Linked DNA regions of Mus musculus: region 1 is linked to region 2. A link is a contact called in public promoter capture Hi-C data. All regions are on one chromosome and are shown on one strand. Each heading gives the region's core, a stretch centred on a gene start, on an enhancer-like site or on the middle of the called end of the contact. The rest is flanking DNA. Distances are from core to core; before and after follow the strand shown.

Region 1 (7,449 bases), core at 4,109-6,608, 680 kb after region 2:
GTCTGTGTGTACATGAGTGTGTATGAGTATGTGTGAGTGTGTATGTGTAAGATTCATTTACTTTTGCTTTATTGCACATAATGAGGATTTTTTTGCCTGTATGTGCACGCAGTACCCACAGAGACCAAAAGAGGGCATCAGATCCAGTACTCCGAACCAACCTCAGGTCCTCTGTAGGAGCACTAAGTGCCTTCTCTCTCCAGACCTCCAAAGTAAAAGGGGTTTTGTTATTGGTGGTGGTGGTTATTTGGTTTGTTGTTTGTTTGTTTGTTTGTTTGTTTGTTGCTTGTTTTTTTTTAAGCAAAAATAGCTTTGGGACTGGAAAGATGACTCAGCCAATTGAAGGCAAAGCCCCCAAAACAGCTTTCAAATTTCTGCAAAGTAACCTAGGCAACTGTTAAAGATGTCCCACATCTGATGTCCCACATCTGATGTCCCACATCTGATGTCCCACATCTGCAGCAGAGCTGGGATGCAAACAACATAAGGTGCAATTGTGTGCAATTGTGTGACCCCCAAACCCAGTGATTTTTTAAAACACATCTGAAAGCAACAGTCAAGGTTTTCCTTTGACAGGCTGTCTACCATCTGAGTTGATTCTGGGGGCTTCTCTGGGGGCATTTCTGAGGCTTCCCCTTATCAACTGTCTTCCCTAGCCTGTATGTCATATATGTGGCCACCTCACACCCCACTAGTTCTAGTCTGATCCAGCCATAACAGGTTCTTAGTCTGTAAACGTTCTGCCCTTGTGGCTTGTCTGAGGTTCTGTGGCAAGGCTGCTAAGACCACACGTTTAACTAGAAACAGGTTAAAGCCCCAAAATCAGTTTGCCTTTTGACCCCTAAGGGGGTCCTTACCCATCTTACTCATAGGCATGCTTTAAAGCGGTTCCTGGAAAGGGAATCGCCAAGGGGAAAATATAAATCTACATGTAGGGCTGGTGAGATGGCTCAACAGATAAAAGCACCCGACTGTTCTTCTGAAGGTCCTGAGTTCAATTCCCAGCAACCACATGGTGGCTCACAACCATCCCTAACAAGATCTGGCGCCCTCTTCTGGAGTGTCTGAAGACAGCTACAGTGTACTTACATATAATAAATAAATAAATAAATCTTTAAAAAAAAATAAAAAATAAATCTACATGTAATTTCATTACATATTAATAAAGTTAGCAAGGAACATTCCTGATTCTCCTAAACGATCTAATGGCCTTTCCTACTTAGCTTTTCATAAGATGGCTCTGCTATGTGTCAAAATAAACTGAGAGGGAGAAAGTATAGAGCAGGGGACCAGCTGGAAAGCTACCAGTAGAGCTCTCAGGAGGTGAGGGTGGGGGGGGGGGTGGGGGGTGGAGTCTGAATAAATCTCAAAGGTGGCACCAGCAGGAGTTGATGAAAGAATGGGCAGTGGTGTAAAGAGGACATTTTAGAAAGCCCTTCATGTTTGGGGCCTTTTGCAAGGAAGGAATCTTATCAGCTGCAATGCGCAGCAGCAGGTAGAACACTCATTAGGAAAAAGATGGCCCTCACAGTTAGAAGCACATTTACAGGACTATGAAACCTGAGTTGAATTTGTCGTTATTTTTCTATTGCTGTGATAAGACACCATGACCACGGCAACTTATTTTAAGAAGCATTTATTGGGGGGATATAGTTAGTTTCAAGGGTTAGATTCTATGACTGTCATGGTGGGAGGGGCATAGCCTTGGGTTCGTAGCTACATCTTGATTGGAAGCACCAGGCAGAGCAGAGAGAAAGGGAGGGGGGAGGAGGAACAGGAAGGGGGATGGCAGGAGAGGGAGAAGGAAAGAGTCTGGGAATGGCAAGAATCTTTTAAAAACTGAAAGCCAACCACAGTGATTCATTTCCTCCAACAAGGCCACACTCATCTTTCCCAAACAGCTCCAACTGAGACCAAGTATCCTAACATATGAGCGGGGGGGGGGGGGGGGGGAAGGGGGCCATTCTCATTCAAGCCACCGCAGAGTTGAGCTGAGCTGACTATCAACCTGTAAGACATGACAGGCAACTGTTCCAGCTTCACGGGAGTTAGAATCACTGTAAAAACAATTCTCTGGCCCCGTTTGTGAGGAAGTTTCTAGATCTACGTAGAGCTATTGAGGCCAGAGGACCTACTCCAAGTGTGGATGGTTCGGTTCCGTGGGCCAGGGGCCCTAGACAGCATAAAGAGAAGACTGTGAACTGAGTGCCAGGGTCCAGGGGTCACTACTCCTGACCGTGGGTGAAACTGACCACCTGCTTCCTGCCCCTGCTGTCGTAGCTTCCCTGCCGTGATGCACTGTACCTGTGGAACTGTGTGCCAAAATAAACATTTCCTTAGAAGCAATGGGTGCTTCTCATTCCCACCTGTACCCCATCCACCATCTTTGAAACAGGGTCAAATGCAGCCCAGGCCACCTGTGTCCCCCGAGACTGGCCTCGAACATCACTACATGACCATGACAATAGGTTTTGAACTCTTGGTCCTCAGGCTTCCAAATACTGAAGCTACATGTGTGCACCACCACACCTGGCTTATCCCTCTACTTAAGGGTAAAATTTCCCTAAATCTACCCTTTACCCACATGATAATATGATTTACAAACACGGGTTGTCAAGTAACAGAATTTCACGGCTGTTTGGAATAAGCAACATATCTGAATTTACTTGATTTTGGTGAAATTGTACAGATTTTTAATTCATTTTCCCCTCTAGCGGTCTGGGCTGTGAATGGAGCGGTGTCATCTACTTAGGAAACATCATTGATTATTGCGCGCAGAGTACACTCTCAGCACTGTCTTCATAATTCTCTGGACTCGGAGCTTTTGTGTCTAAAATAGAAGGAAATTTCCACAGTGTCCATTTCAAAAAAGAGATCACCTTCATTACCTGAACGAATGCACTTCCATTTTGTTGAGTTGGCAATTTGTCTCTGCACGGAGAGGAACTGATGGCTCCTCAAATATCCAGTCTCCTCTGGGCTTAAAGCTGACCCTGTTGTAAAATGAACCGTGTTTCTAGTTCTCGGGGGTTCACTACTGCTCCCCGAAATCAAAGCCTAATTGAGGAGGTTTCCCATAGCCTTTGGTTTGGCATGGGGTGGAGTTCCCTGTCCAATGGCATGCATCAAACTTTGCACACCTGAAATCCAAGTGACTGACCCAACCAGCTGCCTGGTTTAGAGCCATAGATGCCATCACGGAAGCCCAGGCTGGCTTAGTCCACCAGAGATGGAATAAAGTCCGGGTTCTCAGGACACTTACCATCAGGGAAACTTTACCTGTATGGTAAGAATCATTGTGAGTGTTGTTCACAAATCAACTGAACTGAGATATTCTGTTGTTGAGAAATTGATCAGTCAATGGAACCGGGGGAGACGCTCGGTCGGTAGAACAGTTGCCTTGGAAACGCTGAGTTCAATCCCAAGCCTCCACATGAAAAGCAATCAGGGTGGTGTCTGAGAGTTGGAGACAGGTAGGTCCCTAGGGCTCATGGTGGGCTAGCCTGGCCTACTGGGAGAGTTTTAGGCCACTAAAAGGTTCTGTCTCGAAACAAAACAGTGGACACTATATAAGATAATCCATTTGAATTTTTAAGCTTTGTTTAGCTATGTTGTTTTACTTAAGCTTTGACCTTAGTCATGTCCCCTCTGTATCTAACGGCATGCTCATGTAGGGATTGTCTACCACATCTTTGTAGCAGAAAAAGAACACTATGGGATACCTGGTGGCCTTCACCAACCCACAGTGCTTACACCGCACCTGCAAAGCATGCTGATTTCCTGGTTTTCTGTTAAGGCCACTGCAAATTACGCTGTTTGGGGGCCGCTACACATCTAGCCGGAGCGGGGAGGTATAGAGCCTGCAGTGTTTCCCTTTTGTACACACAAGGGTTTATAGAAGTTCAAATTCCATAACGCTCACCAAATCTGAAAACTGTTTACAATATTGCAGGTCTAACCGCCCACTTTCTCCGCAGTACAGATGTAAGATGTGGCATACGACGTTTGCATTCTGCATGTTCACAAATCCCCCGTGGTACTCAAAGCTGTGGAAGTGTGATAACCAAACAGTAACAAGATCCAGTACCCGTTAATGGAGCCCCAGGGGTGCGATCAGTTAGCACACAATTACTAAATGAATATTCATTATTCACAGGACCCCCGACCTGAAGTTAGCAACAAGAGGAACAGGGACAAATAAGCCAGCAATACAAATAAGCCAGAAAAATTAATCTGTCAGGACTCTAAAGCGCTTGCGGTTTGACCAAGTCGCTCACATGCACATAAGGTTGACTAATTCTTTAGAAATTTGAATTTTATGTATTCCTTTTTAGGGCTGTGGGGGAAGCATCCATTTGCTTATTTGTTTTGAGGCTATCCTGGAACTTACTGAATTGCCCAGGCTACCCTTGAACTCAGGGTAAGTCTCCTGCTTCAACTTTCCCATCAATAGGATTACAGTCATGACCCACCAGGCATAGCCTAGTCTTGATTTTTATAATATTTTATTCTACATGTTTCTCTACAAAAACTATTTTTTGCTATTCTCTTTAAGCTTGTGGTGTAATGACAGGTGGAAAAATTACCTCAGAAAGTTAACAGGGTCTCAGGAAATGACCCTCAGATTAATTAATTAGTCTATCACCTACAGAACTCAGATGAGCAGCCTCTTTTAAGAAAGAAAATATCTATTATTATAAATCTGAAAGAAACCATCTCGAATAACAAGCTTTTCTGGTTAACCATGGGAGAAACATAATAAGACAGAGGGTTACAGTTTTCCACTGCACCAGGCCATCACATAATTCTCTGTGCACTTCTAAAACACACACCACACACACATACACCACACACACACATACCACACTCACATGTACACCACATACTTACCATACAAATATACTCACATCCTACACATACATGCATGCACATATGGATGTGCGTGCACACACATATATAAACCACACACATGTACACACACACATGTACACAATACACATGAACACATACACACCTATACACCATACACATATATACAACACACATGCACTTACATACATACACACACACACACCTATATACCACACACATCTATACACCATACATATCTATACACCATACACATGTACACATACACACCTATATACCACACATGTACATAAATGTACTCATACCCTAGACACACATGCATGCACACACACATATATACCACACATACACATACTACACATGCACATAAATATACTCACATCCTAAACACACACACACACACACACTCTTGCTGCTTTTAATGGAAGAGCATTCTCAAGATCTCTCAGAAGATCAGAATTCTTGCTTTCATTCCTGTCTGCCCCAGTGTATGGCTCCATAAGAATTTATTCTTCATTTCATGCACAAAAAGACTGTCCTAATCCCCTCTTTGGCTACTGGAGTATGTTCAGACCTTTTCAGTAGAAAAAGGCTTTTCTTCCTTGATCCCAGGCCAGAGTTGAAATGAATCTTAACTGGACTTAAATGGCCCAGCATCCTCCCGCCACCGCCGCTGACTTCTTGTTCAAAGGGGTACTTTGGGCGGCAGGTGGAGTTATAATTATAGATTAGAAAAAAGCACCATCAGCAGCTGTCACTTCTGTTTGTCCCCAGCTATAACTGTCATCAGTGGGCAAACTGGCACAGACAGGCCTCTGCAAGTGGAAAAACATTTAACCCTGGACTCACTACACGCTGGATCGCCACAGCAGCAGGAGAACTAGGAGGAAACCCAGCTGGTCACCAGTGAGGGTGGAAGCCGGCACCTCTTCAGGGACGGCAGATCGTTTGAAGATTTCTCTTCCCTTGAGAGACTCCAAAGAAATAGGTTAGTGCGCGAGCCGGCTTCTGCACTTGAACGTGACCTTATGCTTGGTGGGCGTCGGGTTTCGGACAGAGCCTGAACTGAGGGTGAAGGAGTGAATGGAAGAAAAGGGGATTGGTTAGAGGCTGTCCCTTGACGGGGCCTGCCTGGAGAAGAGCTTAGGACATTGCTGTTCTGTTCTCCCCTGTCGCTGAGTTCTCCCGAGGCAGAGAGACAAGGTGGCGATCTCAAAGCGAAGCCTGTTTTAGGGCAGGCACCCCACCCTTCTGTGGTGTCACCTACTGACTTAGGCAAAGGGCCCTGGTTTGTTTAATTAAAATCAACAACCATGGAGGACAAATCAGCACTTTGCTGTTGTTGCTGTGGATACAGCTGCCAGCTCTTACGTCCTTAGAGAAACTGGATAAATCACAGTTGGATATTTGCCTGTCTAAATGAAACATTCTCTTATTTGTGATAGAATGTGTGATATAAATCGCTCTACGGGGGGAAAAAAATATGCTCTAGGGTTTGTTTGGTTGGGTTTTTGTGTGGGTGTGTGTATTATAATTTTGACCTAAAATCTATCAGCCTGTGTTGCTCTGTGAGAAGTTCTTTGTAGTTCCTTTGGAGAAAAGTTAACATTTTAAAGAGATCTCCTTTTGTTTGCATGTGACCTATACTACCCAGTTAGCTGAGTAAGGTTTCCAAACAAAGGTCGGCTTTGAGCCATCTATTCGAAGTCCGATGGCACATCTCAGTGAGAAGCCGAGGCATGCCAGGGAGCTCAAAGAAAACTGGGATTAGGCCCCATTCTCATCCTGCCCACGTCCACGAAATGAATCCAGAACAAGGTGTTCTAAATTACAGACACACTAGGGATGTAGCACACATGAGACAGTGCCTGCCCAGCACACACAAGACTCGGTGCCAAGCAAAACGCTAAGTAAATACTACATACAGTGGCGGTGGTACAGTCCCACAATTCCAGCGCTCACTGGAAATGGAGCAAAAGTTCAAGGCCAGGTTCAAGGTCAATGTGGGATGACCCTGTCTTCCAAAATAAGAAAGAAAAGACTCAGTTTGTTTGTCTCTGATTATTTCATTGAGACTTTCCAAGGGGAAAGTGTAGCCTTTTTAATATCAAGTTTACGGCTCCCTTTGAAAGGTACAGAATTCCGACTGTACACCCTGAGAGCTGCTGAGAGACTCACATCTCAGGAAGATACCCCCACCCCCCGACACACCCAAGTAGCCCATCTGTTAAACTGCTCTGGGGGCCGGGCTTCCTCCTGACAATCGCTCCTGGTTCCTAAGAAGGGATCAATAACTTTTTCCTCTTAGGAAGTTTAAAGGTGAAATCAATATTTCTTTAAGGATTTTAGCAGACACTGGCCCAAACAACGAGTATAGCCACTGCTTTTTAAAAACATCATCAGTTTAGCAAACCAATTTCCTAAATCCTCCTGCGACTAAGAAGTGGCTAGTATGCCTCATGTGCTAATGTTGATTATGTATTGGGCAAAAGCTACAGACTCTAAAATAATGCTTATCGAATGCAGAAATGTCAGGGCTTCTAAAAACAGTCTTTCTAGGGACCATCTTCTTCTCCTTCT
Region 2 (7,062 bases), core at 1,880-4,379:
GTAGCCATATTTGAAGATTAACACTGTAGCTGTGATTCTTTTTTTTTTCCTTTTAGAATGTTTCTTTACGTGTGTGAGTGCTTTGTTGCAGTTATATGATGTGCACCACACGCAGGTCTGGTGCCCGTGAGGTCAGAAGAACATCCAGTCCCCTGGAACTGGAGCTAAGGATGGTTGTGAATCACCATGTGGGTATGGGGAACTGAACCCAGGTCTTCTGCAAAAGCAATGAGTGCTCTTACGTGCCTAGCCCCTATACGTCCTCGTCGTTTAAGTTGGCCCTGCTGTCTCATTCTCTATTAATTTTTGTGGGATATTTAGAACCCACAAAGTATTGAAAGCTCTGTTGTCAGCCTTAAGATGTTAAAGATAGATAACATTTGAAATGTCAATAAAGAAAATATCCAAGAAAAAAAAGAAAAAAAAAAAGATGTTAATGATAGAATACCAATAAAGTCTGCAATTATATACCTTTGGAAAAGAAATGTTTATAACTACTGGCCCTCTCTGTCGTGCACTGATAGGATTCTTCAGCTATATTAAGGGTATTAAAAATTATTTAAACTCAGTTATTCTAAATGTACACGTTCATCTTTGATAGCTCAGGAATGAAAATGGATTTAAAGACGACAGTTCTTACTTCCTAGGCTCACTCTTAGCAGGTTCCTGTTAGTGTGGGAGGGGAGCATCTGAGCGGTGATTCAGGAGATGTTAATGTCACAGACCTGTTTGCTCCTCTTTAGCAGCATCTAAGTCATAAGGAGGGATTAATAGATACACGAGGAAACTGGTCAAAAAGAATGCAACGCGCCAGTGAATGTGAGCATGTGTGTGTGTGTGCACACTCATGCAAGAGTGAATATTTAGTATATCTCAGTAGAAAGACTGCCAATCAGAAAAATCAATCAGAAAAAATGTGACGTCCCGGAGAAAATGACAAGGAAGAGCATGAACATTAGGCATTAGGCGTTAGTAAGTTGCTCCTGGGGGGGGGGGGGGGGCAGTGAACTTTAAAACGAACGAAGATAAAGTAACAGAGTAAAATGGTGTGGATGCACCCGCAGCTGAACAAGCTGACCCTTATTGGAATAAGGTTTGCAAAGTTGCTTCCCCACCTGCAATGTTACAGTAGCTCTCTCCATGGAGCCTTTAGAATGTTCTTCGACTGAAGTAGACTGATTTCCCAAATACAGAGAGGTAATGTTGAAGAAGAGTAAGCTGAGAAGAAACATCTCAAGGCAGCTGGTGCTTGTAACGAATCACACTGCTAGAAGCATACCTGCTAGAAGCATACCGCTAATGGCGGTGAGAAGAAACTGAGTCAGGAGGCAGAAAGGAGTGCAGGGCTGAAGATGCAGAGAATGGAAATGTAGCGAGTGAGGCAAGCAACCTGGGTGAAGAAACAGGCAATTCTGCACTTTCCCCGAAGCATGCAGGTGCTTGATGTGCGATGCGTCGGTGTTCGCTGACTTGCAAGGGAGGTCCACGCCTCTGTGTAGCTGCTTCTAACACTGGGGTGTCTGAATGGGGTAAACCTCCATTTTTCATTAAGATATAATGGCAAGCGTGTTTTCTAAAGGAACAGAAGTAATTTTCACTTGTTTCAAATTTTCTACGTTTTCTCAAAGTAGGTCTTAGACATAAGTAGCCAAGAACAGGTTTATCTACTCTGTAATATATGTGTGTGTGTGGGGGGGGGGGATTTATGTCTTATTCCTCCTAGTGATTTGAAATATAGTATAACAATCCATGCAAGATAGTTATTGACAACCACCCTGATTACACCAATTAAAACTTTTGAGTGCTTATTAATGGTCAGGCCAAGAGCAGGCTCACACACCTCTTGAATGTTTCAAGCTCAGGGATATAGCATTTTTAAAAGGCAAAAACCACAAAGATATGTCAAAGTTAGAAGAGGATAAGAGAACCTCAAAATGTTCCTTCCTGCCAGAGCATAGAGGTCATTTTAGTTACAACTTGCCAACTATTTTGCTCAATACATCTGGACCAAAGTCGAGGTATGGAAATCTCAACTATGTTGCCAAGGCAGACATGACAATTATGGGGGTGGAGGACGTGCGGGGGGAGGGGGGGATAAGAACTATCTTAAGCAAACAGTAAATGGAATCCGAACATGACTGCCTTGTCTTGGTTACTTCAGTAGGGTTATGCACCCAAAACCTTACAACTATGAAAGTGGCTGCGATGTTTCGCTATTCTTACCTACATTCCATTAAGCACTTTTGCTGCTCGGATGGAGTTATTTCTAGGACCCACTTCTAGACACATTTCTACAGGGTATGGGACAGTTTCTAATGCGCTTGCAGTTAGTGTGGAAAACACCACAGCTGCTTTGGAAGGCGTAGAAAGAAGCTGGGGTCCTGGAGTGTTTCCCAGTGAACTGAGCTGATAATTGCCTTCTTCTCTCAGGTGGGGCATGGCATGCCCTTCTGGATGGTCAGTGGTGGGATTGCCTGCAGGGGCTAAAGCACATAGGTGATGGATATTTTGTTGTAGCTTCACAGTATTTGCCTGAGATTTAGGGAACACACAGACCTGTGGTACAGAAACGGGCAAGTGGCTGGAGAGATGGCGCTCCTGTTGATGGGCTGGCTCTTGGCGGGTCTTTTCTCTCTGGCTGATGTCAAGAGGATACACATCGTGACAAATGAGTGTTTTGAGGTGAGAAGGACTAAAGCCCTCTAATAAAAGGCTTCAGGAAAGAGTGTGGGCGACCCAGGGAAATGTGCTCGGGTCAAGTTTAAGCCTGGGAAAAAAGAGGTCCTGGAGAAAGATAGGAAGGAAGATAGAGAGGGGGGCTCTGGGTGTGCAGAAGGGAGGGGGGGCTGAAAAGCGAGAGGGCTCAAGCACTATTTACTGGTTGTAGGATAGGGTCAAGGACCACTGAGAAGGAAAAAGTGAGAGTGAAGGAGGAGGTGAAAGCAAGACTTTGCGGCCCAGGAAGGGATTCTTGGCTGGGGGGGCTGGGGTGGCGGCAGAGGGGGCGGGAGGGGTGGCAGCTTGGCTGGCCTCAGGCCCCCTTGGCAGCCTCAGGCGTTGGCTCCTCAGGGCTCCCTCCCTCTCCCGAGCATTGTTCCTTTGCCGGGAGACAAGGAAATTGCCTTTTGATTGCGGAAGTCCCGGACGGGGCTTTGGGGGCGAGGCAGCGCGGGTCAGAATGGCAGCGTGGGAAGGGCCGCGCGCCGCGGGTCCCCGCCGCCTGTCGTGTCCGCTGCCCGCCCGGGGCGGCAGCAGAAGCAGCGGCTGCCACGGCCCTTGAGCATCGCCAGCCCCGAGGGTAGCGCGCTGCGCCCGCCCGCAGGGCGCGCTGAGCGCTCAACAAGTGGTACCCAGAAGTGCCCTGGCTGGCCTCCCAGCGAGATGCTGAGGCATGGAGCCCTAACGGCCTTGTGGATAACACTGAGCGTCGTGCAGGTAAGCAGGCAGAGCAAGGTCTGGGGATGATGCTCCACCCCAGCCAAGAACTGAATATGTCCTGTTGCTGGCCTCCGGGGCTGAGCTGCTAGGAAAAAAGGGACAGAAATCTCTTGCTCCTTCCCTCCTATCTATGGGACAGCCATCTATCCACCCTCTCTGAAACCCTACCATTACCAAACTGACAGCTCTCCCTGCTGTCAAGAAAGCAACCTGTGTCTGCAGCTGTTCCTGGGGGAGGTGGGACAACTAGGGTGAAAGTCTCCTGCCAGCCACTTTCCCCGTGGGCCCTTTCCTGGACTGGAGGATGAGAGGCCAGCTGTAGCTGGACTCCAGGGGTGAGGACAGGTGACTTGGGGAGCTTGCTGCGGACATCTCTAGGCAGTGCAGGCTATGGACTTAATCTGTGCTCTCTGATTCTTTTACAGACTGGAGTGGCAGAGCAAGTGAAATGTAACTTCACACTGTTGGAGTCCAGGGTCTCTAGCTTGTCAGCGTCTATCCAGTGGAGGACTTTCGCGTCACCCTGTAACTTTAGCCTCATCTACAGCAGTGATACCTCGGGGCCCATGTGGTGCCATCCTATTCGGATAGACAACTTTACCTACGGATGTAACCCCAAGGATTTACAAGCAGGGACCGTCTATAACTTCAGGATTGTTTCTCTGGATGGAGAAGAGAGCACTCTGGTCTTACAGACAGGTAAAGTTCACAGGTGTAATGGTCGGCCAGACTGCTCTACGCCGAGCCTTGACTTTTCCTACCGAAACTTTCCTTTGATCTGTAGGCATTTAAAAAGGATATATATACTTATTTATATATTTTATGTATTATATCAAATTTATATATATATTTAGAGAGAGGAATAACCTGTGATGATATTGGACCATGACTTCTAGTTGGCTGAGTTCTGATCAGTGTAGCTTGCTTGACTCTTAAAGAGTCAAGCAAGCTCTAAACAGCAGCTGAATGAACGGCACCTGGAAAGGGGGAGGGGGGACTCAGGGGGAGAGGGGAGGGCAGCAGAGGGAATTTTTTAAATTGATGTAGTTTGAGCTTCCATTACATTAAATTGTCAGACGTCAGATCATTTTAAGTAACTGTTTTGAGAATAAATAAGTTTTGGTGATTAAGGATATGCCTGGTTATATGTATAAGGCGTGAACCAGGACATAAAATCATCAGGAATAGGATAGGGAAAGTTGGAAAAGCCCCTTGAAATGAGGGTGCAAAAAAAAAAAAAAAGATTCTGTATTTTTTGAATTACAAAACAGTAGAGAATATTTTTTTGTTGCTCTGAACTTGGGGTCTGTGATTTTCTCAGCTACTCCTTCCATGTGTGGCTATTCCTTCTGTGTGTGGATGCTAAGAGTCTGTGCCCCTCCACACACATGTCCCATTCTCTTTCTTTCTTTTTTCTTCTTCTTCTTCTTCTTCTTCTTTTTTCTTCCTTTCTTTCTTTTTTTCTTATTTTCCAATACAGGGTTTTTCTGCGTAGCCCTGGCTATCCTGAAACTCACTCTGTAGACCAGGCTGGCCTTGAACTCAGAAATCCGCCTGCCTCTGCCTCCCAAGAGCTGGGATTAAAGGCGTGCGCCACCACTACTTTTCTAACCTGTGAAATGAAAGACTGGACTATGCTTCAGCCCTACTTCTTCCATCTATGGAGACTATCCCAAGCATTTCTCACACTGGTGCCTCCCATTCCCACCAGAACAAAGGTGGTTTCTATGACCGCAGCTCTTTGAAGACCACCTGTCAGAAGGGCAGTGCAAGCAGGGTTGGGAAATTTCAGTGAGTCCTCGGAATGAAAGCCACAATGCCCACTTGGACCCTTGGGCTTACTGCACATGAAACACAGAGGTGATTTCTGAGGTCTAAAGGAACCTTAATTTGCAAAGATAAGCTGCATGTTAAGAATGTGCTTGTGTGTATATGGAGCCAGAAAGAGGAAAATCAGCGACAAAATTAGATGGTTTCCCCGGAGTTGAAACAGCTGGGTTTTCAGTCATTACTTTGCTGGGTTTTGGGAAATTAAAGATGGTTCCATGAATTCCTGTGACTGTAGGATGTTGAACCTTCGACTTCCAGATAGGCTGGAAAGGGTATCACCAACCGTGTGTATTTAGTGGAGCAGAGAGATTGTTTTTGAAGTAGCTGCGTTTTCAGAAGCTTCAGGGAAACCCTTAATCTTTAAGGAGCTTGGAGACAGTTGTTTAACGCAAGAATTTGGCTTCTGGGCAAAAGATCCTAAGCAAAGGTTCACTATAGATGTTAGCATTCTAAAACAAGCCTTGCATTGTTACGCAGGGAGATGCTTCAAGTCCAGAGGCTGTTGGTGAAGCAAAAGAAATATCTATGTTATATTGACTGTTGTGCATGCAAGGGACAGAACCCAGGGTCAGCTTCATACTAGGCAAGCACTGTATAACTGATCGACATCCCAGGCTCATTACTTTTCTTACGGAGGTAGTTTTCCCCATACATTTCCTGAGCTTCAGGATGAGAATTACAGATGGTATTTTCATAATGGTCATTTTCCCGTGCCCGTGTGTACGATGGTGTGATCTTTCTCTTAATTCTTCACGTCTTTAAGATAAAAATTTCATTTAAATACAAAATTTTGAATTAAGATTTTTTAAATATTGTTTTGGGGATGATTCTCGGTGGTGGTTTATTTATATGTAGTACTTTCTAGGTCTTGAAGACATGTAAGTTTTTATTTTGTTAAGAAAAAAAAATGAATTATTCCTCTACACTGACTGCTAAGCTATAGTGATGAGATCCATAAATCATATTTTATTATTACCAAAGCAATGCCAACTGGCACAATATCAACCCAGACAAAGCTTCGGACAAACCAAAGACATCATTCGAAACCTGAGCTCTTTCTTTGCTGCCTTTTACCAATCTTATTGCTCTAGCATGAATCATAACAAAAGCAAGACTTACTCATGAACTGATATCGGGCCCTTGCTTACATGGTCGGGTATGATTTTTGGTGATGGATTTTACTGACAGTCCAAAATATTTGATTATTTTGTCTTGTGTAGATCTGGACTTACAGATTTTTTTTTAAAAATTCAGATAAGTAGTAGCTTAGCAATAGTAAACATTCCATTCCAGATTTCAAATCAGACTTGAAAATTTTGAATTCAAATTTAGGTTAGCAAGTATTCACTGTGCAGGATAGCAAAGGGAACATGGTGGGAGAGAGACTGATGGGTTTATAAAGTCCTAGTACAAAACAATGGCCCCTGAACGTGTAGCCTTCAACAGGCATTTGAGGTTATACTGACAAAGGCACACAGCCTTACACATCATTCCTGAATGAGGACTTTGTCCTGCCCCGTGAGTACCAGGCTGTCATAACCACAAAGAAGATAGTGGGCTATTCTCAAGTGTATCTGCTCATTAACTAGCAATACAACAAGAATGTTGTGAATGTCAAGTTGTGTAGTCCTGAATTTACCAGGAAAAAAGCCCCACAATACCCATACCAAGTGAATAAGTGGGCAGGCTTCAAAGACTGTATTTGTGAAAATTCTGGTTCATTTCACCAGCATTAAGATCCAAAATTCGCTGAGCACATCTTTAATCCTAGCGTTTGGGGAACAGAGGCAGTTG

The links. Promoter capture Hi-C pulls out the DNA fragments that hold promoters and counts their contacts.
Region 1: a contact with region 2 is called in a promoter capture Hi-C map of second pharyngeal arch cranial neural crest. The contact joins the promoter of Best3 here to the promoter of Ptprb in region 2. A contact is called at or near these places in 11 of 39 promoter capture datasets (the C10 cell line, the HPC-7 cell line, cranial neural crest and 7 more) and 3 of 115 datasets of contacts at active chromatin or transcription factors (the NIH/3T3 cell line, extraembryonic endoderm stem cells and pancreatic cancer cells).

Annotation. Positions count from the first base shown.
Region 1 is chr10:116,980,956-116,988,404 of GRCm38.p6, forward strand. Best3 (bestrophin 3) reads left to right here and starts at 5,359. Exons shown (of 10, transcript NM_001007583.1): 1 at 5,359-5,857. It overlaps Gm46182 (a long non-coding RNA gene), which reads right to left and starts at 5,808. Exons shown (of 3, transcript XR_001779645.1): 1 at 5,719-5,808; 2 at 3,923-4,046; 3 at 2,711-3,427.
Region 2 is chr10:116,298,245-116,305,306 of GRCm38.p6, forward strand. Ptprb (protein tyrosine phosphatase, receptor type, B) reads left to right here and starts at 3,130. Exons shown (of 32, transcript NM_029928.2): 1 at 3,130-3,435; 2 at 3,864-4,137. The coding sequence starts at 3,382.